Regions from separate parts of the Oryzias latipes genome. Here region 2 is linked to region 1. A link is a contact called in public Hi-C data. All regions are on one chromosome and are shown on one strand. The core of a region is the stretch at or near the end of the contact, and the rest is flanking DNA. Distances in the headings are between cores, read along the strand shown. Region 1 holds the start of LOC101160196 (ephrin-B2). Region 2 overlaps LOC101160196 (ephrin-B2).

The links. Hi-C and Micro-C count contacts between places; a contact is called where the count stands out from the background.
Region 2: a contact with region 1 is called in a Hi-C map of embryo, with 1.9 times the contacts expected there. The contact joins the enhancer-like site here to the promoter of LOC101160196 in region 1. A contact is called at or near these places in 3 of 5 Hi-C or Micro-C datasets (embryo and gastrula embryo).

What each region holds. Positions count from the first base shown.
Region 1 is chr18:6,293,951-6,299,663 of ASM223467v1, reverse strand. LOC101160196 (ephrin-B2) reads right to left here and starts at 1,668. Exons shown (of 4, transcript XM_023949033.1): 1 at 38-1,668. The coding sequence starts at 186.
Region 2 is chr18:6,333,812-6,339,178 of ASM223467v1, reverse strand. All of the region lies in intron 1 of LOC101160196 (ephrin-B2), which reads right to left. Among protein-coding and RNA genes, the nearest start is that of LOC101160196, 38 kb to the right of the region's middle. Within about 2 kb of position 2,563, at least 3 of the 8 cell types and tissues checked have an H3K27ac peak or open chromatin away from gene starts, as enhancers often do. A contact at or near this core is called in embryo, where this site is marked.

The DNA of each region.
Region 1 (5,713 bases), core at 419-2,918:
TAAAGTTAAACGCAGCTCCTCCTGGGCGCGTGCTTACCTCTCGTTCCGGGAATTCCAGTAGATCGGCTCCATGTTGCTGGCCGTCGACCCCAGTAAATCCAGTAGGAAAACCAGCGCGATCCACAATCCATTCCCGCTCCCGCGAAACGCCATCGCCGCCGCGGCGCCCAGCACGCGCAGCCCCATCCGGGAGAGAGCTCGCTGGTGTTTCTCTGCGCTTCAGCCGCGGAGGGGGGGGGGGGACGCTTCCACACAAAGCCGATCGGCCGCAGAGGAGTCAAAGTGTGCGCAGAGATTCTGCTGCGCGCAACCACATGGATCCACAAGGTGGACGGAGGGGGAAAAGGACACTTTTTCTACTTCAACCGTCTGGATCTCCAAAAGGTGCTATTTCAATCCCATGACATTCCCATCCACCAGCCTCCCTGGAATACTCCACAAGATTCTCCCCCCAAAAAGAAGAGAAAAGAAAAGAAAAGCTACTTCTGATTCCACTCGGTGCGCCCTGATTGTCTTCTCCCGAACAGTGTTCCCTTGTTGTTCTGCTGGACTCGGAGGGATTTCTCTCCCATTACCTTGTAGGAGGTCTTCCTTCACGCATCTCCAGGTTCCCGAAAAATAAAATAAAAAACACAAGAAGGAATAAAAAATGTTCGTTTTTGGTTCGAAGGATCCAGTTGTGTCGGCAAGTTTAGAAGGAGACGGCTGCCACTCGTGTCCACAGCTCCATCCTTCGTGGAGAGATGCTGCTCTTCAGTCCGTGCGCACGAGAATCCAGCTGTAAATCCGCAGATCTTTCACGAGAGTTTAGAAGATTAAAAAAAAAAGAAAAATCCAATCTGGGGATAAATCCGAGAATTTGAGGAGGAAAAAACAAAACACACACACATGAAATGTCAAGAAGTGATGAAAATAGAAAACAATCTAGAAAAAAAGAAAGTAATGATGCGCGCTGAGAGTCCGGGATGCGTCGCTTGAGGTGCGTGGTCGGAGGAACGCGCTCCCGTGCGCGGTCTCATCCGTCTGTCCTGCTCGAAATCCCACCGTTCTGACTCGCCTTAACGCTCGCGGCGCATTGACAGACCGACTGGCTTGTTTGAAGGGAGGAGGAGGGGAAAGGGGACGTGGATAAATGGGAGAAAAAAATCCCCATCCTCCGACTGGCAGGCAGAGCGCACTGACGGAGCGCGGCGCGCCTCCCAGGCTTGCGCGCACACACACACACACACACACAAAGGGGGGGGGGGTATCGCGTCCCGTTCAGCACCTCCTGTCTTCTTCTTAAGAGTCTCCCGGAGACCCACCACCACCCACCCCCGTACACCTCTCGGACTCGGACCTGTGGACTCCCTTGTTTTGTGCGTCTGCGGCGCGCCAACAGAAGAGCAAGAGCGCCCTCACCGACTCAGGAGCGGCGCGCATGACAACAAATCACTGAGAAATGTCAGAAATGTATTATGCAAATGTCAGTGATCCTATAGGATTGTGGGTAAACGCAGCGTCAAAGACCTGCAGGTGACCCCACCCCACAACACTTCAGAATTGACGCTCCAGCAAAAAACTTTTCCCGCAACTTCATGAAGGAACAAAGGGCGCATGTGCAGTCCAGACAACACGAACCCCTTCAGACCTCCAGGCTGAAGCTCAGCGGCGAGGATCTCTGCTGATGAACCAACTCCTTTCCCTCCGAGGACTCCTGTCTCACCACTAACGCCAGACTGGGACTGAGAGAATGCAGACAGGTACATGGAGGGGAGTCAAAGCTGGAGCTGCACTGCCCCCTCGTGGCAGAAAGGGCGCATGCGTCTCAGACACTTGGCCCTCCAGGAGCAGAAACATCAATCTGAGGAGGCAAACTCCTGACTTTATGGCTGCATTTACACTGCAGGTCTTGATGCCCATATCCGATTTTCTGACTATATCTGATTTTTCTGACGACCCGCTTACATCATCTTATAAAAGTGACCGATATCCGATTTTTGCATTTATACTATACAATGCTGAATATCAAACGTAGATGTTGTGACCTGGAAAAGGAAGTAAAACAACACTCGTTTTACTTCCTTTTCCGGGTCTGAACGTCTCCAATGGATACCGACAATAATACAATGGATTGAAAAATTATACAGTGTTTTGCTTTCCACACTATTTTGAAAAGTCAGCAAAAAAATCAGCTAAACATTGGTCTCGTACGGCGGAGAAAAAGAGGAGAACCCTTGTTGCAGCCTGGGCGAATTTAGTGATGATCGCTGCAACATCGGTTCAAAGGAAGGTTTGGATGCAGCAAAGGACTCAAGACTGGTGACTGTTGACATGTGATCTCAGTTGGTGGTGTCCGGCAATGAGAAAGCCACTGTTGAAGAAGACACACCTTAGAGCTCGACGGGAGACTCCACGATCAAGTGGAAGAAGATTCTTTGGTCTAATGAGACCAAAATTGAGCTTTTTGGCCATCAGACAAGACAACATGTTTGGCGGAAACCAAACACTGCACATCATCAAAAATACACCATCCCCTCTGTGAAGCATGGTGGTGGCAGCATCATGGTGTGGGGATGTTTCTCAGCAGCAGGCTTGTAAAGATGGAGGGCAGAACGAATGCTGCAAAACACACAGAAATCTTGGAGGACAATCCTTTTCGGTCTGCAAAACAACTACGGCTTGTGAGAAGATTTATTTTCCAGTGAGACAACGATCCAAAGAAAACTGCAAAAGCTACATATGAATAGTTTCAAAAGAACCAGATAAATGTTCTGGATGATGTCAAAAATTCACTTTCACCAGGTACTAGGCATGTGCTGATTTTGTTAGGCTTTTGCATTTGAGGCGTGGGCGAAGTTTCTGCACAAACAAGAAGGAAGGAGGAATTGCAAAAACCTGATTGCTGCAGAAAACAATCTTTTTTTCTTCCAGCAGTATTCCTCAGCTCTTTTAAATCACTAAGTTCTTCTTTTTGTCTTAGATTCATCGACTTCCCCACAGCGGAACCCCAGAGTCACCTCTGCCATGTTTGATTCCCATCAGCTCCGAGCTGCAGCAGCAGCAGACGAGAGGCGGCAGGAACTTCTCATATTTGTCATTGGAAGCTCGCCGCCGCCGCCTCCTGCTGCTGCCGCACAGCCGGGGGAAATAAGAGAGAAGCAGAGGACGGGCGGGGAAGTCGACGCGCCATCAGAGCTGCGCATGAAAGAAGGGAGTCGTGCTCAAGGGCACTGCGGCAGAGCAGACGAGCTGTGCCTGCTGGCGATGGAGCTGAGACGGAGTCGGCTCACATGCCTAACATCTCTGCTCTGATGACCTCTAGTGACCTCTGCAGGACAGAGGTGGAGCTGGCAGGAATCGCCTGCTGGTGGCTCCTCCACCTGCTGCTCCATCATGGCCCGCAACGGCGCTCGTTTATTTGGGCTGACCTCATTTACCGCGTCGACCTTTAACTCCTCCTCACAACCACGTCCCCCCCCACCCACCCACCCTCGGCGGCTCCAACAGAACCTAAACAATCACAGTAAGTGCAGGGCTAATGTGAGCCTCTGCAGGGATTACACGCACACCTCTGCAGTCTGAAGGGGGGGGAAATTCAAACGCATGCATGGTGGTGCAGATCCGTGGGTGGGGGTGGGGGGGGCTGCACGCCATCATCCCTCAGCATCTGGCGACCCTGGGGGATCCGCGTTATTGACTGTTACGACGTCCCCGGAGCTGAAGGTGCAGATTCCTTCGCTTTATCTGACCTCCTGACTGAAACCAGGTGCATTCTGGGACGGCTAAGATTTACTCAGCCTTTGATGTTTTTCATTTTTTACTTAACCTCTTTGAAACTGTCTTTCCCTGGACTTATTGAAGCAACATCCTGGTCTTCATGGCATTTATTTTTGTTTATCTTTACGATCATTTCTTTCACAGATTAGATCAGAAACATCTTTTCATTACAAAATAAAAAAACGTTCACCCTTTTAGAAAACTAATTTTTTCATTTGCTGTATGATCAAAATAAAGAATTTAGGATCTGCTGATTGAAAGAAAACACCCAAAATAGTCAAATTGGTTAAAAAAAACCTAGAGAGTTAAAAAAAAAAAGAGAGTAGAAAGTCTGTGTTGCCCAGCAACAGCACCAAAACATCACTGCTCTAGAGGAGATCTGCATGGAGGAATGGGCCAAAAAACGAGCAACAGTTTGTGAAGACCTTCTGAAGACTGACAGAAAACGTTTGACTGCTATCGGTGTCAAAAGAGGGTATATAACAAAGTATTGAGATGAACTATTCATTTTGACCAAATACTTATTTTCCACCATAATTTACAAATACAATCTTTAAAAAATCTGACTTTCTGGATTTTTTTTGTCACTTTGTATTTAATAGCTGAGGTTTACCCATGATGAAAATTACAGGCCTCTAATCTTTTTTTTATATTTTAATATTTTTGGTTTATTTTGTTAAATTATCCCAATCATCAAGACAAATTAAAAATAAAAACCATAATGTAGCGACAGGCACAAAAAAAAACGGCATTGAATAAAGGAAATTTAAAACAATACCAAGAAGATCGATCAATAAGCATTATGATTGATCCCCACAAGAACAGAGCAGAGACCCTCCCCGTTCACGCCCCCTACAGGCTGACCCTATGACCACCAGTTCCCGTTTGCACGCTTACATGAACTGCAACATTAGCTATACGCGGCGTAGCATCATTACCAAGGCTAAACTTATCTCGAATGTTAGCATTCTCTTGTAGTTTAACTCTTTAACGCTAGAGCTTTAGCTCTGATGTTGGCGTTTTTTTGAAAAATCATAACTCTTCAACCAATTAACGTCATTCCAGCGGGTACCGATGCGGAGAAAAGTGGTTTGGCATATTGGTTTTGCGCCAACATTGCATATCGGCGCAAAAAAAAGCTTTTCTCAGCATTAGAATCCGTTGGAATTATTTTGACCGTTGAAGAGTTACGATAACTCAAAGCGCGTGCGCTAGCATCGCCGTTACATGGTTAACCGAAACAAGGTGACTAACCGTTTTAACCAAAATTCCAGAGGAAAATGAACTACACGGTTTCCCGGTGTGCTAGCAAAACACACGTTTCCTTTTTTTTTTACCTCGAATGCAAACACTTGTTTTTTTTTTGTCTTTTCCCACTAAATCTATGACTAATTTCATAACCAAACTACGATGCAAAAAAAAAAAAAAATCAATGAACAAGTGAGAAGAATGTAATGAAATGAAGTCCTTCCTGCTTCGTCTCAGTGAACACTGATTAGAAGTGACAGTCCAAAGTCTCCCTCTGACATCCTTCCCTGCCAGCAGGAGCTCCTGCATGGATGGACACAAATAAAAGAATCTATTGTCATTGGACACCTGAGAGCAGCCCTGAACAGAGACACGCATGACCGCGTGTTATCAAAGGGCCTAAAGTCGGAGCTTCGGTCCGCTCCTCGCAAACTACACATTTCTCTGACAGCTGAGTAATTCCAGCCACAGAGAAGAGGCAAAAAAAATGTTTTGGAAACCCTGAAATGGGTTTCATTTTAAGTTTGTTTTCCTTTCCAACAAAATTCGCCCAAAGCTATCATTTATTTCCTCCTCGGTCCATCTGAGAAGCTGCTGGAAGAGCGAATAGACGAAAAAGTGAGCGTTCCTGTCCAACTCCTGTCCGTCGTTCCAGCGCAGGGATTTACAGGCTGCCTGGGAGACGGCGTTGGACGCTCTACTTCTG
Region 2 (5,367 bases), core at 1,314-3,813, 39 kb before region 1:
TACTAAACTCTATTGATAATGATAATAATTTACAGTATTTTTACAGTTTTGATAGCAAGCGAGCTCTTAACCCTTTACAATTGTAAGGGAAAAAAACACGCTCTTTGAACTGACGTAACTCTTCAACCATTTATGGGATTTCATTAAATTTGCACATTACTGTCGTTAATCAGCGCTTTTCTCAGCGTTATTTGTGTAAAAGGTCAAATTCTTTTCAAAGAGTGTCGACACTGGAGCTAAAGGGGTTCAGTATTTGCTAACTGACTGTAAATGAGAACTGGACTGAGTGACCCCTCCCACTTAATTATTCAAGTTATGAACTGGCCAATCAGATGCCTCAATAAAAGTAGGTGGTGCCAGCTGGTTCGTAACGTTTGTTTGATTGACAGATTTCATGTACCGTAATTTCCGGACTACAAGCCGCTACTTTTTTCCTGCGCTTACAGCCTTGTGGCTAATTCAGTGACGCGGCTAATTTATGGATTTAATTAGCGGCCGCCATGTACGTACTTTCGAACTCAGTGAATAGTTTGAATTCTCCATCTAACACCAAGCACGAGGCATTTTTATTCAACACACCTCTTAGCAGCCAAACAGCATGGACTTGACTTCAGGTCTTAGACACTTCAGTCATGGTTCAACAAAACGAAACACGCATGCCCGGCCGCATCCCAGAATCCTTTGGGGCCATGAGACCCAACGTGCACGTGATCGCCGCTACATTATGATGAAGCTTTCAAGTTAAAAGCAATCGTCTAAGGAAACCGTAAAAGCGGAATTTTGCTTTGAAAAACTCACAGCCTCCGTGTGAGCTGGAGACATCTTCTCCTGCTGATTGAGCTGCGGGGCCGATGGCAGTCTGATGGCTCCCACACGTAACAACGCATCCGCCCCTCATACACAAAACGTACAGTATTAAGTCCGATTGCTTTGCACAGAAACGATTTGCTCCATCCACCGGCGCAACGGGGAAGAAGTGCCCCTCCCTGAAGCCGCCCTGGCCAGAGGTGTCGGAGTAGATAGGAAGGGGAGACAAGGAGCGCGCGGGGCGGGAGCGGAGCGCAGAGGCGTCCGCGGAGTGCAGAGGCTTCTGAATTCTGACGCACGCGCCGCACTGAGGCGCGCGTATCACGCTGAGGCGCGCGCTTTTCAGTCGCCGCTGCTTTATTTTACCGTTGTGTTTTCTAACCAGTCCTGTTACTCCCATAACGCTGCTGCGACACAAGCGGAAGGAGAGCTTTTCCCGTTCACCCCTCCATGCACTGCTGCTACTTGCTAATTCTTAAACACGTACAACAGAATGGCGAGCCGGGCGTTGGCCCCGCCTTTAGCCCCTAAGACTCATGGGAAATGTGGAATCGCGGATGTAAATTTCCTCATTATAACTGAGGGATGTAATGTTGATTATATGGTTACTGTTTGTAATTTTATGTTAGATACCTAGATTGTCAATAAGTAAAAAAAAAATGAAATAAAAACACCATAACTGAGGGACTTGTGAACAGAATATAGGTCCATGCTGTTTGACAGATGTCGATACACTCAAATACGTGACCCAGAGGCAAAGCTGGCACCACCCACAATGTGCTAATGAACTGCACTCACTCTGGGATGCTGGGCGTGATCTGTCAGGATGACAATATCGGCTAACACATGCGCGGCTTGTACTCTGACGCGGCTTGTGTATGTATAAAAGCAGTCAAACACGTGAATATGGGTGGGTGCGGCTTGTAATCGGGTGCGCTCTGTAGTCCGGAATTTACGGTAGTTCGATTTTAAGCCGCAGTGGTGTGGCCTTCCAACAAGCTCACTCCTGATTGGCGAGAGTGGTTGCCGTAGAAACACTGCCTCAAACCGACAAATCCCGCCTATTGACGATGTCTGGCTCCGACGCGGCGGCGTCTAAATGGCGAAAATTAAGGAAGGAAGTTATTTTATGGGTGACATCACACGCACTCTGTCCAGTTCTCGTGTACAGTCAATGGAACTAACGTACAGATTGTGGGCGGAGCTATGCCTGACCAATCAGAATTTTTCTGGAGTCAAATTACTGGACATGATTTGTCTCAACACACCTACAGCTTTGTTGTACATTTTTGAGCTTCAGGGCATTTTTGGAATCAAAAACCATCGTGCTTAAATGTTGCAATAATTACTTGTCTTGAATTTATTTGTATTCATTCATTTTTTTGATAAAAAAAACCCTCATGGCCTTAGGCAATAGTTTTTCACCCCCTCCCTCACAGCATCCCTAATCTTTTTCCATTCTCTAAACCACCTCTTATTCCTGCCTCCCCCCTCCCCCAAACGTCCTCCCTGTTTTCAGCATGTACTCTGGGTAATTTACAGCAGTCTGGATTGGTCCCATTACGGTTGGTGTGGTGGAGGTGTTAGCTGACGGAGACCCGCGCACTCTGACAGCTCCGCGTGTCCGCGTGTGTGCGTGCCGACACGCAAACGTATACACCTTCACGTGCGCAGAAACTGGAGGTCGCCCTGGGGGCCCCGCGGCCTGCAGACTCCCTGTAACCCCCGCCCGGCTCCTCAGCATCGGCCGTGATAGCCTGCGACAGCGCCTGCATGAGTGCGCCGGGGCGAGCACGCACGGAGGCAGCTGCTATGTGCATCGAGTGTGAGAAAGGTCCTCCACTCGTTCACTCCAAACACCTCGCTAATTGAATTAGGCCGCGGCGGGACGCACAGACATGACGGTTGTGCCGCATGCAAACCTCTACTCTTCATCCCTCTGGGAGGGAGGGGGCGAGGTGAGATGCTGACCTGCCGTGCCGTGGGTCACCTTCATTTCTAAAGTGTGTGTTTGGGGGCGTCCACATGGATTCATGCATGGAGGCTGTGCACGACCCCCCCCCCCCCCCCCCCACACACACACACCTTCTCATGTGTGACCTGATAGGCCTACCCATGTATGTGTGTGTTCGTTTTTCCTCTGCAGGGGCCACAGGGTGCAGAGAGTCTGAAACGTTAGCTAAAGGCGACTTAGCTTAAGCTCCACCGGGCCACGGTGTCAGGAGTGCAATGTAACCAATAGGGGCCCCCGGGGCCACCAAGTATGTGGGCCCCCAGAGACTTTTTTTCTTCTTTTAAATCAAGCAAGCAAAAGAAAATGAACGTAGGTTATTACTCGCTTTTAACCACATATTTGTACGTCTGGAATAATTAACCAAAAGCTTAACCTTAAGACTTTTGAGGGCACTAAAGGGTGGGGGGGGGGGGCCTTACACCAAGCATGTTCGGTCTAAACCACACTATATTCTTTTTTTTAGGCAGGTGTGAAAACTCAACAAACCAGCAAACGTTTGTCCACGAAAAAATATATAAAACAGCCTGTGTTTACTTGCAAGTGAACCCTGGTATGTTAGGGGTACAGTGTGATTGCAGATCAACAGTAAACTAGCAATAAAAGTGGCGCAAATGCAGTTATTTTGAAATGACGGTGTGAAATCACTCGTATACTTCATTGGCAAAACTTGAATATTTTTCGCCATAATCTTTGCTAGCTGACACAGTTTGAAATTACCGGGTCTCTGGGACCACGGGGCCAACTTTTTTTTGTTTTCGTTTTTTTTAATCAAAAGTGTTCCTTATGTGGGAATTCTGAAACCCATTTCCTGTGGTACATGACGCTCAAAAATGTGTCCAGTTGTTTAAGTTTGACTTTGGTAAACTATGAAGCCGCACCGCTTCATAGATTGTGGGAGCATTATGGGTACTGCAGTCAGTAAGTTTTACTACTGAACAATGTTGAGAGTTGATGTCAATGACTTATCTGTTGTGTTGCTCTCTGTGAAGGCTGATTATCGTGGAGAAAAACATGAAGAAGCAGTTCACAAGTAAAAATGTCGCATTGACCCCCATCTGACAAATCCCCCCTTCTCTTGGCACCTCTGGGCATTCTGGGTAGTGTAACCATACAACATTATTTAACGGTTTTGTTTCGCTAAATGGATCTAACCCTAATCGAAAAAATGTGTTTCTATTCCGTTACTTCTAATTAGCTAATCCAATGTGTTGTATAACGGCACTGAGCTGCTTTTCTCCACGTCAGAATCAGTTGGCGTTACATTAATTGTATAAACGGTTGAAGAGTTGCGGTAGCTTGACGACTATTTGTTATTTGGCGTCACCAATGATATCTCCAGTATTAAAGGGTTAACCCTTGCATTGACGTGTTCTCCCTACCACAACAAAGGTGGATAAAGGTGGAAAGATTTCATGTAATCCATGGACACCAGTGAAGATCACAAATCATTGAAGAAAAAAGGTTCAGAGCACTGTCTAGTGGGTCTAGATGACCCAACTCCCAATGTTAAAGTGCCTAGGATAGCACAAGGGTTACAGCTAAAATTACTGGATTAGTTTGACAGTAAGTTACTTTAGAGTTTAAGAAAACCCATTTAAGGGTGTGTTAAAAATGAGTTCAACACTAGACAAACACCTGCTGTTTGCCTGATTTTTAAAACAAAAATCTAAAGCGACAAAGGAAAAGTTCTACAAGTCTAGTCGAGTCGAAATTTTACATTTAAAGGCAATTTTTAGAATTATTGATGAAAAATCTACGGTCAAGTCCTAAAAGTTTTAAGGAGGAGTTTCAAAAGATCTTTGAGGAAGTCTCTTAAAGATTCGTCTCCATTTGCTACTTTGATTTGTCGGGACTCGTTCACAAAAACATGTTGGAACACGTCCAATGAAGGAAAACATGCACCTTTGTGCCGACACCTAAACTAAAGTATGAAAGCTAAAATGTCGATGTACTGTACAAGTTCCTAGAAGTCAGAAAACCCAACTTCCAACTCCAATTATTACAGTTATTTGTCTGAAAGTTGATGAAATGAATACAACAAACACTTTCCTAAACTCTTATAGTTTCTGGTGCTGGAAGTTCTTTAAAGAAAACATCTGGGAATGCAGTTAAAAAGTTTAAATCAAGGGGGGGGGGGGGGGGGGGACGTCTCAGGGTATGGAAAAGGATTTACATTTCGAAGAAGCAGTCAAAGGATATGTGTGCGTTTTCTGTGTGTGTCCCCAAAGGAGGCTTGTATATCTGTAGCTCTGCCTAATCCACCATTGAAAATGGGAGCCTGGCCTCCATCGGCTTCCCCCACAGCAGCACCAACCCCCTCCCACAATCTCAGCTTCTCCGGATCGCATCTTGAAGCGATTTTGGGGCTCAAACCCAACCTTTTCTCCTTCTCTCCTCATTTTTCCCTCTCTGTTTATAACTTCTTCCTCCACCCTAAAAGTCTGATTTCCGCAACGGGGGAAGAGGGAGACGGGTTTAAAGACCCTCTCCGACCTGTCGTTAAAAGTGTTCCCCGGGGTCTTTTAGTTATGATTTTTGCCATTTTC